Linked DNA regions of Rattus norvegicus: region 2 is linked to region 1. Evidence: chromatin contacts called from public Hi-C data. All regions are on one chromosome and are shown on one strand. The core of a region is the stretch at or near the end of the contact, and the rest is flanking DNA. Distances in the headings are between cores, read along the strand shown.

Evidence for each region. Hi-C and Micro-C count contacts between places; a contact is called where the count stands out from the background.
Region 2: a Hi-C map of prefrontal cortex shows a contact between it and region 1, with 2.4 times the contacts expected there. The contact joins the promoter of Hspd1 here to the enhancer-like site in region 1. A contact is called at or near these places in 3 of 12 Hi-C or Micro-C datasets (hepatocytes, mammary epithelial cells and prefrontal cortex).

The regions. Positions count from the first base shown.
Region 1 is chr9:64,001,778-64,006,387 of GRCr8, reverse strand. Sf3b1 (splicing factor 3b, subunit 1) reads left to right here. Exons shown (of 25, transcript NM_053426.1): 7 at 1-190; 8 at 1,598-1,810; 9 at 2,022-2,143; 10 at 3,069-3,266; 11 at 3,353-3,454. Among named protein-coding and RNA genes, the nearest start is that of Sf3b1, 23 kb to the left of the region's middle. Within about 2 kb of position 3,112, at least 1 of the 93 cell types and tissues checked has an H3K27ac peak or open chromatin away from gene starts, as enhancers often do. A contact at or near this core is called in prefrontal cortex, where this site is marked.
Region 2 is chr9:64,080,591-64,085,645 of GRCr8, reverse strand. It overlaps Hspd1 (heat shock protein family D (Hsp60) member 1), which reads left to right and starts at 1,609. Exons shown (of 12, transcript NM_022229.2): 1 at 1,609-1,664; 2 at 2,489-2,664; 3 at 4,417-4,669. The coding sequence starts at 2,491. It overlaps Hspe1 (heat shock protein family E (Hsp10) member 1), which reads right to left and starts at 1,319. Exons shown (of 4, transcript NM_012966.1): 1 at 1,046-1,319; 2 at 247-411. The coding sequence starts at 1,048.

The sequences.
Region 1 (4,610 bases), core at 1,863-4,362:
GCAAAAGGAAGTGAAACACCTGGAGCAACCCCAGGCTCAAAAATATGGGATCCTACACCTAGTCATACACCTGCGGGAGCTGCTACTCCTGGACGAGGAGATACACCAGGCCATGCAACCCCGGGCCATGGCGGTGCAACTTCCAGTGCCCGTAAAAACAGATGGGATGAGACCCCCAAAACAGAAAGAGGTAGGTACTTTAGTGGAGTGTAGATGAGTGCTTGGGTGAGGGGTTGGGTGAGGGTTTCAGATTGAGGTCTTTCATTCCTCGTATAAATATAATACAATATAAATAACCAGCTGATGTGGTTATGCCTAAACCTACCCACCAAGTTTATAAAACTGTTTTTCTCTTACTGTCTTAGTACCCAAGCTTAAATCTGTGAAAACCTTTTCTTAATCTTTGACTTTGTGCTGGTGACGTGGCTCAGAGGTAAAGGCTCTTGCCACCAACCAAGCTGGAGGACCAGGGTCTGATCCCTGGGACCCACATGGTAGAAGGAGACCTCCCGCTCCAAAGGTAACCTCTAATCTCCATATGTGTATATCATGGCTTGTGCTCCCCAACACACACAGTAAAGAAATGCAGCACACTTCAACTTTGTTTAAAAGTGTGTTATAGTACTCCGTTCTTTCCCCCTCTTTTGAAGAGGCTGAAGATTTTAGGAATAACCATAAGAGAAGATAAATTTTATGTTTTGAGATGTGAAAAATATGATTTTGTGGGCCTTTTTTTTTTAAAGATTTATTCATTTATTATATATAAGTACACTGTAGCTGTCTTCAGACACACCAGAAGAGGGCATCGGATCTCTTTACGGATGGTTGTGAGCCACCATGTGGTTGCTGGGAATTGAACTCAGGACCTCTGGAAGAGCAGTCGGGTGCTCTTAACCGCTGAGCCATCTCTCCAGCCCTGTGGGCCTTTTTTTTAACTTTTTTTTTTTTTTTCGGAGCTGGGGACCGAACCCAAGGCCTTGCGCTTGCTAGGCAAGCGCTCTACCACTGAGCCAAATCCCCAACCCCTTAACTTTTAAACTTAAAAAACATGTTGTGGATACCATTTCACTTGCCCTCTACTGGTGATCCTCTTTCCTCAGCCTCCTGTGTGTGTGCCTGTATTTAAGTACACCAGTGTTAACTGTTTTTTAAGTATACAATTTAGTGGCTTTAGGCATATTTCCAGTGTTGCACAGCTGTGATGTTGATGCAATTCACTTCCATGTCTTTTTTCAGTGATCCAAACAAGCCGCATTCTTTAGATAAAGGTTTTCCTTTCTCCTATTAATGTTTTGTCTCAGAAATTTGCCCAAATCTAGTGTTTGTTATACAGTGAGAATAGCTGGAACATGGCTTAAGATAAACAGTAAGGTGTAGATGAGAAGTTTGTTTTTCTGTTTCCCATTAGATGTCTATGACTTTGTAGTCATTAGAAAGGAAACAGATATTCTGGGCAAAACTTTAACTGGATCTTTTTTTTTTTTTTTTTTTTTTTTTTTTAGAAATATATTTTTGAACTCAATTAAATTGCATGTGGGAGAAGCAGTGTTTTAAAAGTGGTTAGTAATGTGATTTTCCTGACCCTTTGTCTTTAAAGATACTCCTGGGCATGGAAGTGGGTGGGCTGAGACTCCTCGAACAGACCGAGGTGGAGACTCTATTGGTGAGACACCAACTCCTGGAGCAAGTAAAAGAAAGTCTCGTTGGGACGAAACACCAGCTAGTCAAATGGGCGGAAGCACTCCTGTTCTGACTCCAGGAAAAACACCAATTGGCACACCAGCCATGAACATGGCCACCCCCACTCCAGGTACAAATCTTTGCATCATTCTTTCTCTTATAGCTGTTTTAATTTTTTTTCTGGTTTTTCTATTAAGAATGTGGTTATAAATATGTAGCTGTCTTGATTTGCATTTGCAATGTAAAAACACTCTGATACTAGGACTGATCTTAACTGTCCTGTATCTGGAGGGCCTGAGTTTTGCACTGTGGGACATTAACAGTTTGTGCGTTTTCCGTAGGTCACATAATGAGCATGACTCCTGAGCAGCTTCAGGCTTGGCGGTGGGAGAGAGAGATTGATGAGCGCAACCGCCCACTTTCTGATGAGGAATTAGATGCTATGTTCCCAGAAGGATACAAGGTACTAGCAGTGAATATATGATGAATATGTTGTATTGTGGATATGAGTTTTAAGTATTTATTTAGTTAAAAACGTTGCCTGGTAAATTTGCATTGACCTTGCCAGAATTTATTAGTTTTATATTTTGAGGTATTAGTGCATTTCAGTTTGACAAGCACGAAGTAATTGAATGATGAAATATAGGTGGCGTTAAATATATTTAACATCGACATTTATTAAATATATTTATCATTAGCATTGTTAGACATGATAACTAAGGATATTTGGGCTTTCAGTTTGTTTTGCAATAGGATTAATTGGTGTTTCTTTCAGAGGGTCTTGGCAGATACTTACTTTTCTGTATTTAAGACAGATTTGTAGAGTTCAATTTTAACTATGTTTTATAGTATTTAGTAGTGTTTATGTAAATGATAATATATATGATCTTTTTAATCTATTTCATAAACCACATGTTCATTTCCATTTAAATGAGTAATTGTAGATTTTTGTTCTTAACAGTGCCTTTTGGGAAATCACTGAATTGAGTTTTACAATTTTCCAGTTTTGTTAGTTTGACATGATGGCTTGACAACATGTTGATATTTCAAGCATGAGAATTTCTTTTTTTTCGGAGCTGGGGACCAAACCCAGGGCCTTGCACTTGCTATGCAAGTGCTCTACCACTGAGCTAAATCCCCAACCCCGAGAATTTTTTAAAGAGTGTTTCATGTATTTCCTTCTTTTCCACTTAAATTTTATCTAGCAAATAATATTTTCTATAAATACCTTAACTTTTAGTTAACATCGAATAGTAGGATTTGTTTTCTTGAGGTAAATATGCTAGCTAATAAATTGTAAAATCTATATATGTGCAAATACTGCTCACTGTTGTCTTTGAGTATATAAAGCCAAGGCAGTCCTACTAACATGCCTATCCCTATCTTAGGTCCTTCCCCCTCCAGCTGGCTATGTTCCTATTCGAACTCCAGCTCGAAAGCTGACAGCAACTCCCACACCTTTGGGCGGTATGACTGGTTTTCACATGCAAACTGAAGACAGAACTATGAAAAGTGTCAACGACCAGCCATCTGGGAATCTTCCATTTCTAAAACCTGATGACATTCAGTACTTTGACAAACTATTGGTAAGTGGTGATAGAAAAACTGAAGTATTGCTTGTTGTTTGGGAGTTATAAATCATGAATTTGATGTATTTTAAATTTTATTGTAGGTTGATGTAGATGAGTCAACACTTAGTCCAGAAGAGCAAAAAGAAAGAAAAATAATGAAGTTGCTTTTAAAAATTAAGAATGGTACACCTCCAATGAGAAAGGTAAGATCTATTATTTTTTTTTTATCAGGACAGGGTAGCCGCTGGCTATCTTGGAACTCATTTTGTGTAGAGCAGGCTGGCCTCGAACTTACAGAGATTTGCCTGCCTCTGCCTCTGCCTCTGCCTCCTGAGTGCTGGGATTAAAGGTGTGCACCACCACCTCCCAGCTTTTTATTTTTTATTTTTATTTATTTATTTTTTTTGGAGCTGGGGACCGAACCCAGGGCCTTGCGCTTCCTAGGTAAGCGCTCTACCACTGAGCTAAATCCCCAGCCCAGCTTTTTATTTTTTTAGACAGGGTCTCTACACAGTCCTGGTTGTTCTGTGATTTACTAGGTAGACAAGGTTGGCCTAGAACCTGCAGAGGTCCACCTGCCTCTGCTTCCCAAGTGCTCAGATTAAAGATAATGCATCACCTTTATTTAATAAAATTGGGGGTGTGTACCACATCTGATTCCTAGTCCTAGTGTTTGATTTGTTATATTCATTATTTTTGTTGGTTAAACTATCCCAGGCTGGCCTGAAACTCGTAGCCCAGGCTGAATTTAGACTGATAGCCATTCTTTTTGCCTAGTTACCCAGGTAGTGGAATTAGCAGAATAAGACATGACACTCTGCTCTGCTTCCCTTTTGACTTTGTATATGCTCTCTGATAAGTTGCTTAGCGTGATCTTAGCTTGTTCAGGCAGGACTGAGCTTTGGAGCCTCTTATCCTGGAGTACTGGTTGGGATTACACACTCATGCTCCAAGCTCAGTGAATTTAACTTCTAATCAAAGGAGTTTTTTGTTCTGATAAGGATATGAGATGGCTAATTCTTTTTGTCCTTGACAGCTTTAAAGTGTTTAGAACTTAGAGGTAATTAGTGGAAATTATGACTTGTAACAACCAAATGTGGCTTGAACATAGAAGAAGGTTGTTCAGGCAGAACTAAGGCATATGGTTTAAGCTTGTATAGATAGCTCCATAGCTCTACTAAATTATCCTTTTCTTTATTTAAAAAAAAATCTTGGGCTGGAGAGATGGCTCAGTGGTTAAGAGCACCCGACTACTCTTCCAGAGGTCCTGAGTTCAATTCCCAATTCCATGTGGTTACATGGTGGCTCACAACCATCTGTAAAGAGATCCGATGCCCTCTTCTGGTGTGTCTGAAGACA
Region 2 (5,055 bases), core at 360-2,859, 81 kb before region 1:
CATGTGCACATACAGTCATACACTCAAATACCCTCTGCCTTTTTACAGTCCCTGTCATTCCTTAGAAATATAAAACAATTCTAAAATTGTTTTCCTGAATGCGAGGTTCTTCGTGAATTGAAATCTAACTTGAAATTACTTCCAAAAAAACCTTGCCATTTTAATTAACTTTTTAATTAACAAACCAATTCCTCTCCTTCCACATCACACATAAAATTCTGTACCACTCTAGGAGCTCCGGGTTACCTTTCCTTTCCCGCCTGATCCCACAGCCACGACCGTTGCTTGCAATACTTTTCCTTGAGACTTTTCTGGAAGCATAATGCCACCTTTGGTCACAGTTTCAGCGGCACTCCTTTCAACCAATACTCTGTCAAATAGCGGAAGAAACTTCCTAAAAGCTTGTCCAGCCTGTGGAGAGAAATGTGTTCAAACAGACAGTAATTAAGTTCGAAGTGTCAGGAGACGAAGTTAATAAATACCACTGCAAACCTTAACTCCCAATAGGTCAAAGCCTTCCAAAATGACAAGAAAACTCAAGTGTATCTTTAGAATATACCCTTCAATGTTCACTCCATATAAGCCAAGTTGATTTTCATTTCCTTGTCTGTTGTGAGTGTGTGGGGGGCGGGGGTCTTCATTGCTCATCAGCAATCGCAACCTTGGTCTTTTCCAAGGTCAAATATTTTTCCTTTAGATTTTTTTTTCAAACTCGAGTAACAGGGGAGTGGTGTCAATTTTTAAGCCCCGATCTTACTCTTTCTCCAACATAGGACTCATTCACCTAGGCCGTGCCAGGGCAGGTGGGCTTCTGAGTATGTACCCGGGCGCCCGCCCCCTGCTCCAGACGCCTGCCGCACACGTGCGTGCAGAAAAGCCGTGGTGGAGAAAGGGTCGGATAGGCCTCGCTTCTGTAGAGCAACGGGAGGTCGCTGGACACTGAGTGGACCCCTGTCCTGTCCTGCTAGTCCCAAAGCGCACATGGGCTCGCCGTGGGCCGCAGGCCGAACTGGATCCGTCGGCCTGCCAGCCACGAGACACTCACCATGACTTACGCCGCCGCAGCTCCGGACTCTGCACTCGGACTCCTGCTGCAAGGAGACTCCCGTGGGCCGGCTCAGGACACGTGAAAAGACAGCGCAGCGCGCAGGCGCACTCAGCCCCTTAGCGTGAGAGAAGGCGGCCACTCCAGCGCGCGCGCCGATTGGTGGCCAGGACTCCGCGCAGGCGGCCGATGCGGGTAGCCGGAGGCGGAAGAAAAGGGGAGCACTTTCTAGGCTTTTCCAGGTCGGCCGCTGAGGTGAAAGAACAAGCCCCTCCCGGAAATGACGCCACTTGACCTTTCACCCACGAAAAGCGCGGGGCCTTCCGGAAGGTTCTAGAACCGAGCGCGGCCCAGGAACCAGTGTACGGCGGCGGGAGAGTGCTGAGGCCACGGGGCTGAGGCCGCTCAGGTAAGGAGGGCGGGGCCGCGCGCGTCGCATGCAGATTGCAGGGCCGGGGCGTGGGAGAAGTGGGGCGCGCGCGCGCGCGCACGCGGGGCCGCGGGGCGGGGCCGGGGAGGGAGGGGACTCGGGCTCATTGCGGTGCGCGCCCAGTGCTGGGTCCCTCACTCGCCGCAGACGGCCTGCCTCGCCTCGTGCTCTTCCGCCGCCGCCCCGCAGGTACGCGGCCTCGGCGTGCACGGCGGCCCGGTGCTCGTGGGCCTGCTTGCAGCGCGGACCGAGCACGGAGGGCTGGGGGATAAGTCTGTCAGCGACGCCGCAGGCTCGGTTCACTTGTTCAGGCCCAGTAGGGCCATACTGCTTTCATCACGTGCGGCGGGCACCACGCGACCTAGGCTAAGCGCGGGAGCAAGGGCGGGCTAGGGTGGGAGCAACTTGGGCCCTGTGGTTCCATCTGCGCCTGGCGCACTGTAGGGCTCTATCGGAGGGTGGTCGCGGTCCTCTAGTCCGCTGTGGCCGCGGTGATCCGGCGCCTTCACTTTGACCTTGCTCGGGGCTCCTGGTCGAGAAGACACGTGGGGCTGCGCGGCTGCGCTGAGCTAGGGCCCTTTTCCTCCGGCCTTGCTTGCTGCTGTGCTACTGTAGCTCCGGGTGGATGCCTGGCGGGCGACACTCTCCTTAGAGGGTTTTGCACCGTCATTAGTACTTCTGTGATTCTCTAGGCACTTGCATTTAGAACCTGCCTGCTTACACCAACTTTTTTTTTCAGACACTTTTCGGAGTGGATCTGCTTCCAAGGCCGTTTTGGCAGTGAAAGATTAACTCGAGAGGGCAGGAGGGGGTGGCCATGGGGAGGTGGTTTCGTGTGCTTTGTGCTAGTGCTGTAGGTCAGGCATGGGGGCAGCCTCCATGATCAGTTGGTTAACAGATTATGTCCTGAATCTGCAGCGCCGTTAGCAGAGAACAGCAGAACTCCAATCTAGCCACCATATTTTGAAGCACCGTTGGACAAGTTTGTAGTGATACTTTTTTTCTTTCCCCAGAAATGCTTCGACTACCCACAGTCCTTCGCCAGATGAGACCAGTGTCTCGGGCACTGGCTCCTCATCTCACTCGGGCCTATGCCAAAGATGTAAAATTTGGTGCGGATGCTCGAGCCTTAATGCTTCAAGGTGTAGACCTTTTAGCCGATGCTGTAGCTGTTACAATGGGGCCAAAGGTACCAGTATACTTATGTCGTGTTAAAGAATAGTGTTCTGTAGCTGCAAGACAGCATTTTGTAATCGAGTTTTGTGAGTATCTGATTTGCATGTGGTACAACTTAGTGGTTTGGGGGGTGTTATTTAGGTTTGTTAGTTGGTCATTCTACGACGGTGTCCTTACTGCTGCTTCAGTCGATTTGGGAGACTTCTGTGCGTTGTGATGTAATAGTAACAGCTCAAGGAAGATTTTCAAACCAGAGTCATGACTGTGTGCATGCTTGCATTAAATTTTGGATCCCATCCCAGTAGTTAGAGGGTATAGAGGGGAAAGTACAACTCCACTCTAATAACTCAAGTGCATAGCTGTAATGTGAGCGTTCACTGAACGCTGAAATTTCCAACATAAAAGGCAAATGCACTAGTGTAGAATCATTACTTTAAAGGTGTCCGTATTTTTATATGCATTTTATTCTGCCTGCATTTATGTCTGCCAGGGTGCCAAGGTTCTGGGAACTGACTTGGCCCTTTGGAAGAGGAGCCTGTACTATTACCACCAAGCTGTCTTTACTTAACTTTATGAGCTTTGTTGTTTGGGTCTTTTGTTTGTTTTATTCAAGATAGCATTTCTCTGGTAGCCTAGGCTGTCCTGGAACTCAAAGAGATCATCTACCTGCTTCTGCAACACATTGTCAGACTCTTTTTACTTGCCCTTTGGGAAAAACTTTGTGGTCTCCCATTCATCTCTACATTGTACATACCTCATGGTTTCTGCAATTATCACATTGCAAAGATTTGTCTAGTTTTGGGTTTTTGAGTCTCACTAGTTTAGTCTGGCTTCTAACGCCCTTGTGGCAAGGCTATCCTCACATCTCCAGCGTAGGAATTCAGTATTCTACTCACCCAGTGTGTTTTTATTATGACAAGGTCTCTAACCATAGCTGGCCAAGTCAGCCTTGAACTTGAGCACTGCTAAGATCAGAGGCTGGGATCACACATTTAAGTGGCTGAATAGGGAGCTATAGTACTTTGAGGACATCATTGGATACAGTGAGGTCATTTTAAATTGATACTAGACTGATCTAAAGAACTGCATAATCCCAGCATTCAGGAGGCTCAGGCAGGTGGATCTGAAAGCCATGGCTATAAGAGAAATCCTGTCTTGAAAAACAAAACAACAAAAAGCCCTGCATCTTTAAGTACTGTTTACATAGCTCAAGACAGAATAGAAGCTTGGTTCAAATCCAAAAGTTGCCAATACCGTCGTTGCCATATTTGAAGTTTTTATTGAGTGAACCAGAAGAGCCCATTATTATCTTACTGGCTGATATTTAGTGAATGAATTTTAAAGCAAAACATGTTTTTGATAAGCAGGGCATTAGTGAGTGGTTCTTGCCTCTGGTCCCAGCCTTCAGGAGGCAGAGGCAAGTAGATCTTTGTGCTTTGTGAGTTTGAGGACAGCCATGGCTGCACAGAAGAACCCTGTCTCAGAAAACAAACCCAGTTCATAGCCAAACTCAAGTACAAACGATGTGAAGAATGTCCTGGGATCTGTGTTTTCTTGTTTTATAGGTAGCATCTGTTAGTTCCAGGGAATTCCTGTTGTGCCTCAGTCAAAGTTAGACTCCAGGGCACATGAGTAGTGTTCATTTTGTCTATACACCTAAGATGGTTGATTAACTTGGCTTTGAGGTTCGTGTTGCAGGATTGTTAACAATGACAACTTCAAGGATTATCTTTAAGGGTTGATATTTTTTTTTTTGTCACTATAGGGAAGAACAGTGATTATTGAACAGAGTTGGGGAAGTCCCAAAGTAACAAAAGATGGGGTCACTGTTGCAAAGTCAATTGATTTAAAGGATAAATACAAAAATATCGGAGCTAAGCTTGTTCAGGATGTTGCCAATAACACAAATGAAGAGGCTGGGGATGGCACCACCACTGCCACTGTTCTGGCACGGTCTATTGCCAAGGAGGGCTTTGAGAAGATCAGCAAAGGGGCTAATCCAGTGGAAATCCGGAGAGGTAAGAGTTTGTCCTTGATCCTATGCTGTAAAGAATTCTACATCTTCATCTTTGTCCTTTTTGTTGTAGAGTTTGTGTATGTTCTTGGTAGAGTTGCCCTTTCCTTACTTATGTGGATTTCCAAGATTGAACTGAGGCCTTCAGGCTTGTGGGTCCAGTACTTTTACTCCCTAGACCATCTTCCACACCTTGTTTTTTAACTTATTTAATGGAAGTGAAAATACAGGGCTTTCGGTATATCCCTGGCTGTCCTGGACATGCTTGGTAACTTTGTAGACCTGGCTAGTTAGCTTCAAATAGATCTGACTGCTTCTCCTTTCTGAGTGCTGGGGTTAAATGTGGGCACTACCACCCGTGGCCCAAGGCCCTGTAGTATTACTTAACCT